Regions from separate parts of the Macaca mulatta genome. Here region 2 is linked to region 1. Evidence: chromatin contacts called from public Hi-C data. All regions are on one chromosome and are shown on one strand. The core of a region is the stretch at or near the end of the contact, and the rest is flanking DNA. Distances in the headings are between cores, read along the strand shown. Region 1 holds the start of PCBD1 (pterin-4 alpha-carbinolamine dehydratase 1). Region 2 holds the start of SGPL1 (sphingosine-1-phosphate lyase 1).

Region 1 (4,102 bases), core at 183-2,682:
GGTAGCAGCAGAAAGTTGGAGGGAACCTAAGTATCCATCACTGATAGAACAAGAAACCACGGCAGACTCTCATTACAAAATACTAGGCCGCAGTTAAAAGCTACAGATTGAATATACATATAGCGACATGGGTAGATCTTAATTTTCCACTAAATACTCTGTTTTGTAAGAAACAGACTGAGAAATGTAATATATTTACATAATACCATTTACATAAATTTAAAAATACATATAGACGAAACAACACCACACATTTTGCAAGAACGTGTGCAAACAAAAATACACATTAACACATTAGAGAGGCTGCTATGGGCCGTGGCGGCGGGCGGGGGGGAATAAAAATGGAGTACAAGAATAAAAGGTAACAGAAAAAATGTAAAATGTGAGAGGACTTTTCTAACCTGACTCTAAGACTTATTATAAAGCTATAATAATCAAGACAAGGTAGCGTCCTGTCATGATGGACAAACAGATCAATGGAACAGAAGAAAGGGCTCAGAAATAAACCCACACATATATAATCAATTGATGTTTTACAAAGGTGCGAAGACAATTCAGTGGAGAAAGGAATAACTGAATCTCCATGTGCAAAAGTGAATCTGGATCTATAACTTGAAGCATACAAAAATATTTACTCAATGTGGATCACAGACTAAATGTAAAACCCAAAGCTCTAAAACATAGGAGAAAACTTTTGTGATCTCGTGTTAGGCCAAGATTTCTATGCGTACAACATCAAAATAGAAATCTATCAAAGAAGCATTTGATAAATTGGATTTCATCAAAATTAAGAACGTTTGCTCTTTGAAAGGCAGCGTAAGATAATTCAAAGAAAATATTTGAAAAGCACTGCCTGATCATGTCCTTATATCCAGAAAAAAACACCCTCAAAACTCGGTAAGAAAACAAACAACCCAATTTCTTTTTTAATGGGCAGGAAATTCAAACATGCTATTCACCAAAAAAGACTTATCCTTAGCAAATAAGTACATGAAAAGATATTCAATATCATTAGTCATCAAGGAAACTTGATATGTTCATAATCTTGATCTCAGTGTCGGTCTCACGAGGGAAACATTAAAATTCATCAAATTGTACACGTTGAATATGTGCAACTTATTGCATGTCAATTCTATCCAAATAAAAGATTTTTATAAAGAAATAAATAGTTATTCTGGCGCCCAGGGCCACCCAGCTGTAAGCGGCGGGCTGGGATTCCAACCCTGAAGTGGGCATTTGGAGCCCTCATGCTTCACCCTAGCTCCCTGAAACAAGCTCGGAGGATTGGCTCTGAGCAGCGAGGAAAGTGCTGGAAGGAAGCAGGCCGAGCGCGTCCCTGGCTGGGGACGTTAATCATTACCGGAGGGCGGTCCGAGCGCGGCCCCGCCCCGGGACGGCCGCCTGCGCGCCCGGCCGCCGCCTGCCCTCTCCGCCGGCCACCTGCTGCCGCCCGCGCCATGGTGAGTCCAGGGGTGCGCCGCCGCGATCGGGGCAGCGGGGCCGGGGCAGCAGCGGGCGAGGTGGGAGCGGGACGGGGCGGGGGAGGGTCTTTTCGAGCCTCCTGCGGAGCCGCCGGGGTCCGAGAGTGGGGTCTCTGCCCGGGTCCCTGTCGCCGGCGGCGGGGAGGGGAAGCTGAGGCCCTGAGAGGGGCATGGCGGGTCCCGGTCCCAGCCAGTTGGGAGGCCAGGCCTGCCCTGACCCAGGCCAGTGCTTGTTCCCGGACCCTGCTGGGGGCGGGGCCTACGACCTTACAGGGCCGGGGAGGACCGTGGTGGGAGAGTTCGCAGATCTCGTCCCCTTAGTGGCCCGATTCGGCTTTATACTGGGGTGGGAGCGAGAGGCAGGCTGAGTTTGCGCGCTCCTGTGCGTACCCGTCCGCGCCCCTTCCCGCTCGCACTCTGGATACAGGGTCTGTCCGCCTGGGACTCACGCTCTGAGCCCATGTGCGGTCCCGGGCTCCAGAGCCAGCCTCCGCGCCGGTTTGAGGCCGGTGCCCGGCCGCGGGGGCTTGGTGGCGCAGGAGCAGCCCTCCTCCCGGGCTAGCTTCCCCCACCTACCCCCGGGGCGGGGGCGGGCCCCTTGCTCTGCTGTAAGCTCGGGCGCTTCATCAGACCGTTTCTGGCCCACAGGCCTTCGGAGCAGGCAAGACTGGGAGGGCCTTTTGATGGGAGAGGGACTTGGGGGAGGGAGGATGAGTGGGGCTGTTTGTGAGGGGCGCTGAGGCCCCCAGAGATGCAGGCTTGGGAAATCGGCGACCACTCCCCACACCTCGCCAGAGGAGGCAAGACCTGGCGGGGATTTACTAAGCAAACAGGGCACCGTCCCCCTCTCCAGAGCCGGCACCTGGAAGATTTGTCAGTTCAGCCCCAGGCTCTGCGACTTGGGGGGTTCCAGAAGGCTCTACCGAGAAAGGGAAGCCTCCTAAGAGCTCACCTGGACTCACCCATCCCTTTAAGAGCCAAGGAAGTAAACAGTGGGCTCTGATGCTTTGGCTGACTTCTGGTTGTCTGGATACACGGACCAGGCAGTCAGCCACGGGGAGAGGGCCAGCTCTGGAGTAGAGACCTCCCTACTGGGCAGATGATGCAAATCGCTGCTGCCATTCAATCCCTGTAGCCATCTAGAGCCGAGGAGAGGAGAGGGGCCAAGCTCCCTCAGTCCGGAGAGAGCTCACGTTTTCAGGAGGGAAACAGGAGGGAAAAAAGACGGACTTAGGAAAGCACTGCGATGCTTCAGCTACCACAAATGCTACCAGGCCCATCACAAGCCTACTTGCCTTAGGAGGTATTTTTTTGTAATGCAGATGACATTTGCTTTATAGCAGTGGAGTTTCCTAAAGTGTCCCATTGGCACCTCCTGATGATCTGTGGAGGTAGAGGTTCTGCCAAGAGAGGTACAGCCACCTGGCTGGTAAATGGTGAAAGCGGGGCTCAAACTTCCTGCCAATCAACACATGGTGTTCAGTCTGCAGGCTGCCTCATAAAAGCTAAATTAACCTCCCTCACATTCCCTCCTCACCCCTAAGTATTTCTTTTCAATTCAGCACTCTATTTCTGCCCTTGGGTGGTGCTACTCTAGAAGCCTAGGTTCTGGGATCCGTTAAGGTCCTAGACCTGGATCCTCCTAGGATGAAACTGACCCTTGCTTCCTTGCATTCTCTGAGGTTCCACTCATGGCCTGAATTGTGCCAATTTGGGCTGCGTTGAGGGCACTTTGCACATTAGGTAAATAGGACAGGGCACTAGGTTTGCCAGCTGCCTTTGGCCAAGTTCCTTCCACTTTGGGGACTGAGTTCTGTGGCCTGAGCTTCCCAACCAGCCAGAAAAGCAGATGGAAAACCGGAGAACCTAGCCCTGGCGGCTCAGGACCAGAGGCTGCCTGGGAGCATGACTGAGGACCTACTAGAGGTAGTGCCAACACGGTCAGCTACAGTGTGGCTAAGAATGGGCTGGACACTTATTTTAAATGCAGCTCCTTTGTCCAGCCCCAGGGATGCTGACACACAGACAACACTGCGCCATCCCTGGCTAGGGGAGGGCAGGAAAGAACAGCAGACAAGTCGTTTCCCCTCTCTAGGCCTGTTTGCTCTTCAATACACATGAAAGTTACCGTAGGGACGTGGGGTGCATATGATAAAGTACATAATAGGAAAAGGAAGGGGGGACAGTCATGGTACTCTTCCTCAGAGGTTGTGGAGTAATATATTTGCATCTGGGATTTATTTTGCTTTTACGCCCTCACTGATGTAATAGATCTTATGGAGGGGAAGGTCTGTAAGGCTTTGAGGGCAGGATAGGGGAAGAGTGTCTCTGTCCCCGTCATATGAATTGCATTGCTTTTGGGATTTCCTTTCTCTGTGTGGAGTGTAAAACCCAAGACCTGAGAGCCTATCAGCGGACAAGCCTGGACCCCACCTCCTGGGCAGAGTGCCACCCTTGAGGGCTTCCAGCTTATTGCTCAAAGACCTGCTGCCCTTGGTCACCCACGTCCAAAGCAGCCAGTGGAGGCTGGCTAAGTTCCCCTAAAGGCTGGAGCCCCTGTTTTGACCTATAAAAAGAAATGCTCTTGGGCCTCGTTTTTTCCCCTCTTCTAGGCTGGCAAA
Region 2 (3,725 bases), core at 825-3,324, 69 kb after region 1:
CTTCCCTGCTCAGTAAAACAGCACAGAAAGATCTCAGGAGGAGAGGAAACAGCTCTAAAGCAGGCATACCTCTCTGCCCAACAAAAGAACTTAAATTCAGACTGGTTCAATCCAACAAGCATTTGTTAAACACTTACTATATTCAGAGCACCATGCTAGGTGTTTATACATCTCTAAACAAAGAAGACATGCTTATCTGCCTGCTGAGGAACCATAACTCTAATCTGGAAGACAAACACTCAGATAAACCAATATATGGCAGACCCTGATAAAACGTAATAATAGAGGTTTCAAAACTGCTCTGGTAGTATGGGAAGGGAGGGATTAAAACTGCAAGAATTATGAAAAAGAAAGCCAGGAGAGGTGACTTGTACTTCTAGTCCTAGCTATTCCAGAGGCTGAAGCAAGAGGATCACTTGAAATGGGAGTTCCAGGCTACAGTGAGCTATGATTATCCCTGTAAATAGCCACTGCACTCCAGTCTGAAGAACATAGCAAGACCCCGTCTCATTAAAAAAACAATAATTTTGAAAAAGACTCTTCAATAATTTAAGTTCTACATATACTGTATTGATATATTTAATTCAGCTATTTATTCATCCTGATCATTCATCCAAAATAAAAGGTGGTTGGCCAGGCGTGGTGGCTCCCGCCTGGAATCCCAGCACTTCAAGAGGCCAAGGCAGGTGGATCACCACAGGTCAGGAGTTCAAGACCAGCCTGGCCAACATGGAGAACCCTGTCTCTATTAAAAATACAAAAATTAGCTCGGTGTGGTGGCGTGCGCCTGTAATCCCAGCTACTTGGGAGGTTGAGGCAGAAGAATCGCTTGAACCCAGGAGGCAGGTGTTGCGGTGAGCTGAGATCATGCCACTGCACCCCAGCCTGGGCAACAGAGTGGGAATTCGTCTCCAAAAAAACAAAACAAAACAAAATAAAACAAAATAAAAGGTGGCAGAAATGCTCAGCTACCAAAAGTAAGCATCAGAGGTGAAATCTACACACTGGGATCCTTTGGACTAAAAAAAAAAAAAACGGAGACAAGTGCCTTCGAACCAGGAGGATGTCTGCAAAAGGCTCACCAACATCAGAAGGTCTGTACTAGGCATCTTCCTCTTCCAGCCTCCTCTCCGTGCTCCCCTTCTTCAGACTCTGTAAAAGGGAACCAGGTTTGTTTACGTCTAGAGCTTTAAACTGTCTCGCCGGCCCGCCTAGATTCGCCAGAGCAGCCAAGTTATGGTTCTCTCCCTCCTTTGAAGGCTCAGATTTCACTCCCAGATATCACACTCCACCCCCAGCACCCCAAACCAGCGAATCAAAATCCTGCTGCAACTAGGTTTCCCTCCCACAGTTGATGAAACTAATCCAGACCCAGACTCCCACAAAGCATTCCACCCAGGTGGAAACTAGGGGAAACGCCCCGTCTGCGCGCGATCGGGGTGCGGAGCCCAGCCCAGGCCACCTAACCCGGGCTGAAGGTGCCGAGGGTGCCAGGGTCCTGCCTCCTCGCACTCCCTTTAGAAGCAGCACGGCCTCGCTCTCGTTGTCCCCCCTCCCTCCTCACAGCCTTCCCGTCCCGTCGGAGGACCAGCAAATCCTGGCCGCCCACGCCCACTCCTACCCCGCGGCAGGCGTGGGCTCCAGACTCGCCCCACCGCGGCCCCGCGCCCGCCCGCCGTCCACTCGCTTGGACCTCGGCTGCAGGTGCCCACGCCTTCAGCCCGCCCCCGCCCCGGCCGCAGCCGCCCCTACTCCGCCTCTGCGCGCCCCCGGCTCACCCGGCCCCTGCCCTCTCCTCACCCCGCTGCGCCTCCGTCCCGACCCTCACCGCCCCCCGGAGCCCGCGGCGGCCCCTCCACCTCCTCACGCCGGAACCAGCTTCCCGTCTCCTTCCCTCGAGCACCCGGCCGGCTCCACCTCCCGCGTCTCCCTCAGCGCGCGACAGACCCGCAGGCCGCGAGAACCAGAATCCACTATTGCCGCCGCCGCCGCCGCCGAGATTGGAGGCCCGGCAGCCGCCGGCCTCGCCCCTCCCGGAAATGGCTCCGGGGGCACCGGCCCGGCTCCCGGACCCTGGCGTGCGCGGCCCCGCTGCCACCAGCCGCGCGCACGCCCGGACCCGGGCCCCACGGCGTGTGCGCGCCGCCTACTGGCCAGGCAGCGGGCTGCACCCAGGCCCTCCAGTGAATGTCTCAACCAGGCCGTCCTGGGGCGGCTGTGGGATGCCGACGGTCACAACTTCTCTTCCAGACTGCCTTTAACAAAAAACTTCCTGGTCACATTTGGTCACTTGGAGCCTCCTGAGAAAGTAAGGCTGCAGGGCATTGTACAAACTAATCCAAAACAGCCACAGAGTTGGGTCTCTTTCCTGGGCCGGGGACTTCATTTTTCCATCGAGGTCAGTGGTGCCTGAAGAAAAGCAACATGGAAACTCATTTAATGGAAATCCCATCCTCATCCTCCCCTCCACCACGCCCCCCCACCCCCCGCGCCCCAGAGGCTACTCTGCCATCACTACTTTCATGAACAGTGCTGGGAATCTCCTTATACACAAGTGCAAGGGGCCCCTGGGATCACAAAGGTCACCTTCATTTCCAGATGAAAAAACTAAGTCTCAGCTGGGTGCAGTGGCTTACCTCGGTAATCCCAGCACTTTGGAACGCTGAGGCGAGAGGGTTGTCTGAGCCCAGCAGTTCTAGATCAGCCTGAGCAACATAGTGAGACTCCCAGCTCCAAAAAGAAAAAGAAAAAACTAAGTCTCAAATAGGTTTCCCATGACTTGTCCACGTTGTCATAACATGGCTTTAGCGGAAGCAGAAGGCAGTGCAGTTACATGGAACCAACTGGCCAGTGACCTGCATTCAAGACTTTTTTTTCCAATAGATCTTAAAATGACACCTAGATAGACTCTTGAAATCTCTCAGACAAAAATGACACTAATGAGGGTACCCAATTCCATCCCCTTGGAAAATGTTGCCATGACACTAAAATTAGGGCATCATCATCACTACTGTCATTATCATCATGTAGTGCTTTCGGGATGAAATGTACTATCACAGCTGCCCTCCTCTGCGTACCCCAACAGCACTTCCCAATTCCCCCGCCAGAATGGTTAAGGCCCTGAAAGACTATGAACAGGTTATCTTTAGGCCTCCTCACCCCCATTCCATCAGAACTCCCAGACGTCTCTACCATCCAGAGCCCCCGACTCAGGCATGAACACCCCCATGCCCTTACCCCTCTCACTACTGTTCCCCAGCAGACATGCATTCTCAGTGTTTAAGGGTCAGAAAATGTTCTGGGGCCTCCTGCCGTTGCCTACTCATCAAGAGTTGCTTTAGGGTTTCAGGCATGCCTTCCCATTCTCCATCTCCTACCCTTCTGCTTTAATTCTTCATCAGATCCCCCAGGAACTGCACACCTCGTCTCCGTCTCCTTGTTAGTTACCACCCCCACATCCTTTAATCTAGAATCTGTATACCCAGATGACTAGAGGGCAGGGTCACATCTGATTCCTCCCTACACCCTAATACACAGTATGCAGTCTGCTCATTCTTCCCAGATGCACAAACCGATTCAATCATATTGAACAGATCCTTACTCTGCCAAGAACTATGCTAGGCACCTTTACATACAAGCCTTATTTATGGCCTGACTTGCCCAGATCAGGTGACTCTTATCATCCCTCAACTTGTAAACAAGGACACCAAGACCAAAGAAGGAAA

Evidence for each region. Hi-C and Micro-C count contacts between places; a contact is called where the count stands out from the background.
Region 2: a Hi-C map of liver shows a contact between it and region 1, with 4 times the contacts expected there. The contact joins the promoter of SGPL1 here to the promoter of PCBD1 in region 1. A contact is called at or near these places in 8 of 14 Hi-C or Micro-C datasets (CD4 T cells, blood, cortical neurons and 4 more).

Annotation. Positions count from the first base shown.
Region 1 is chr9:78,748,601-78,752,702 of T2T-MMU8v2.0, forward strand. PCBD1 (pterin-4 alpha-carbinolamine dehydratase 1) reads left to right here and starts at 1,433. Exons shown (of 4, transcript NM_001266886.1): 1 at 1,433-1,460; 2 at 4,094-4,102. The coding sequence starts at 1,458.
Region 2 is chr9:78,817,437-78,821,161 of T2T-MMU8v2.0, forward strand. SGPL1 (sphingosine-1-phosphate lyase 1) reads right to left here and starts at 2,075. Exons shown (of 16, transcript XM_077946649.1): 1 at 1,860-2,075; 2 at 1,083-1,152. It overlaps LOC107000172 (a long non-coding RNA gene), which reads right to left. Exons shown (of 3, transcript XR_013398097.1): 3 at 2,273-2,409.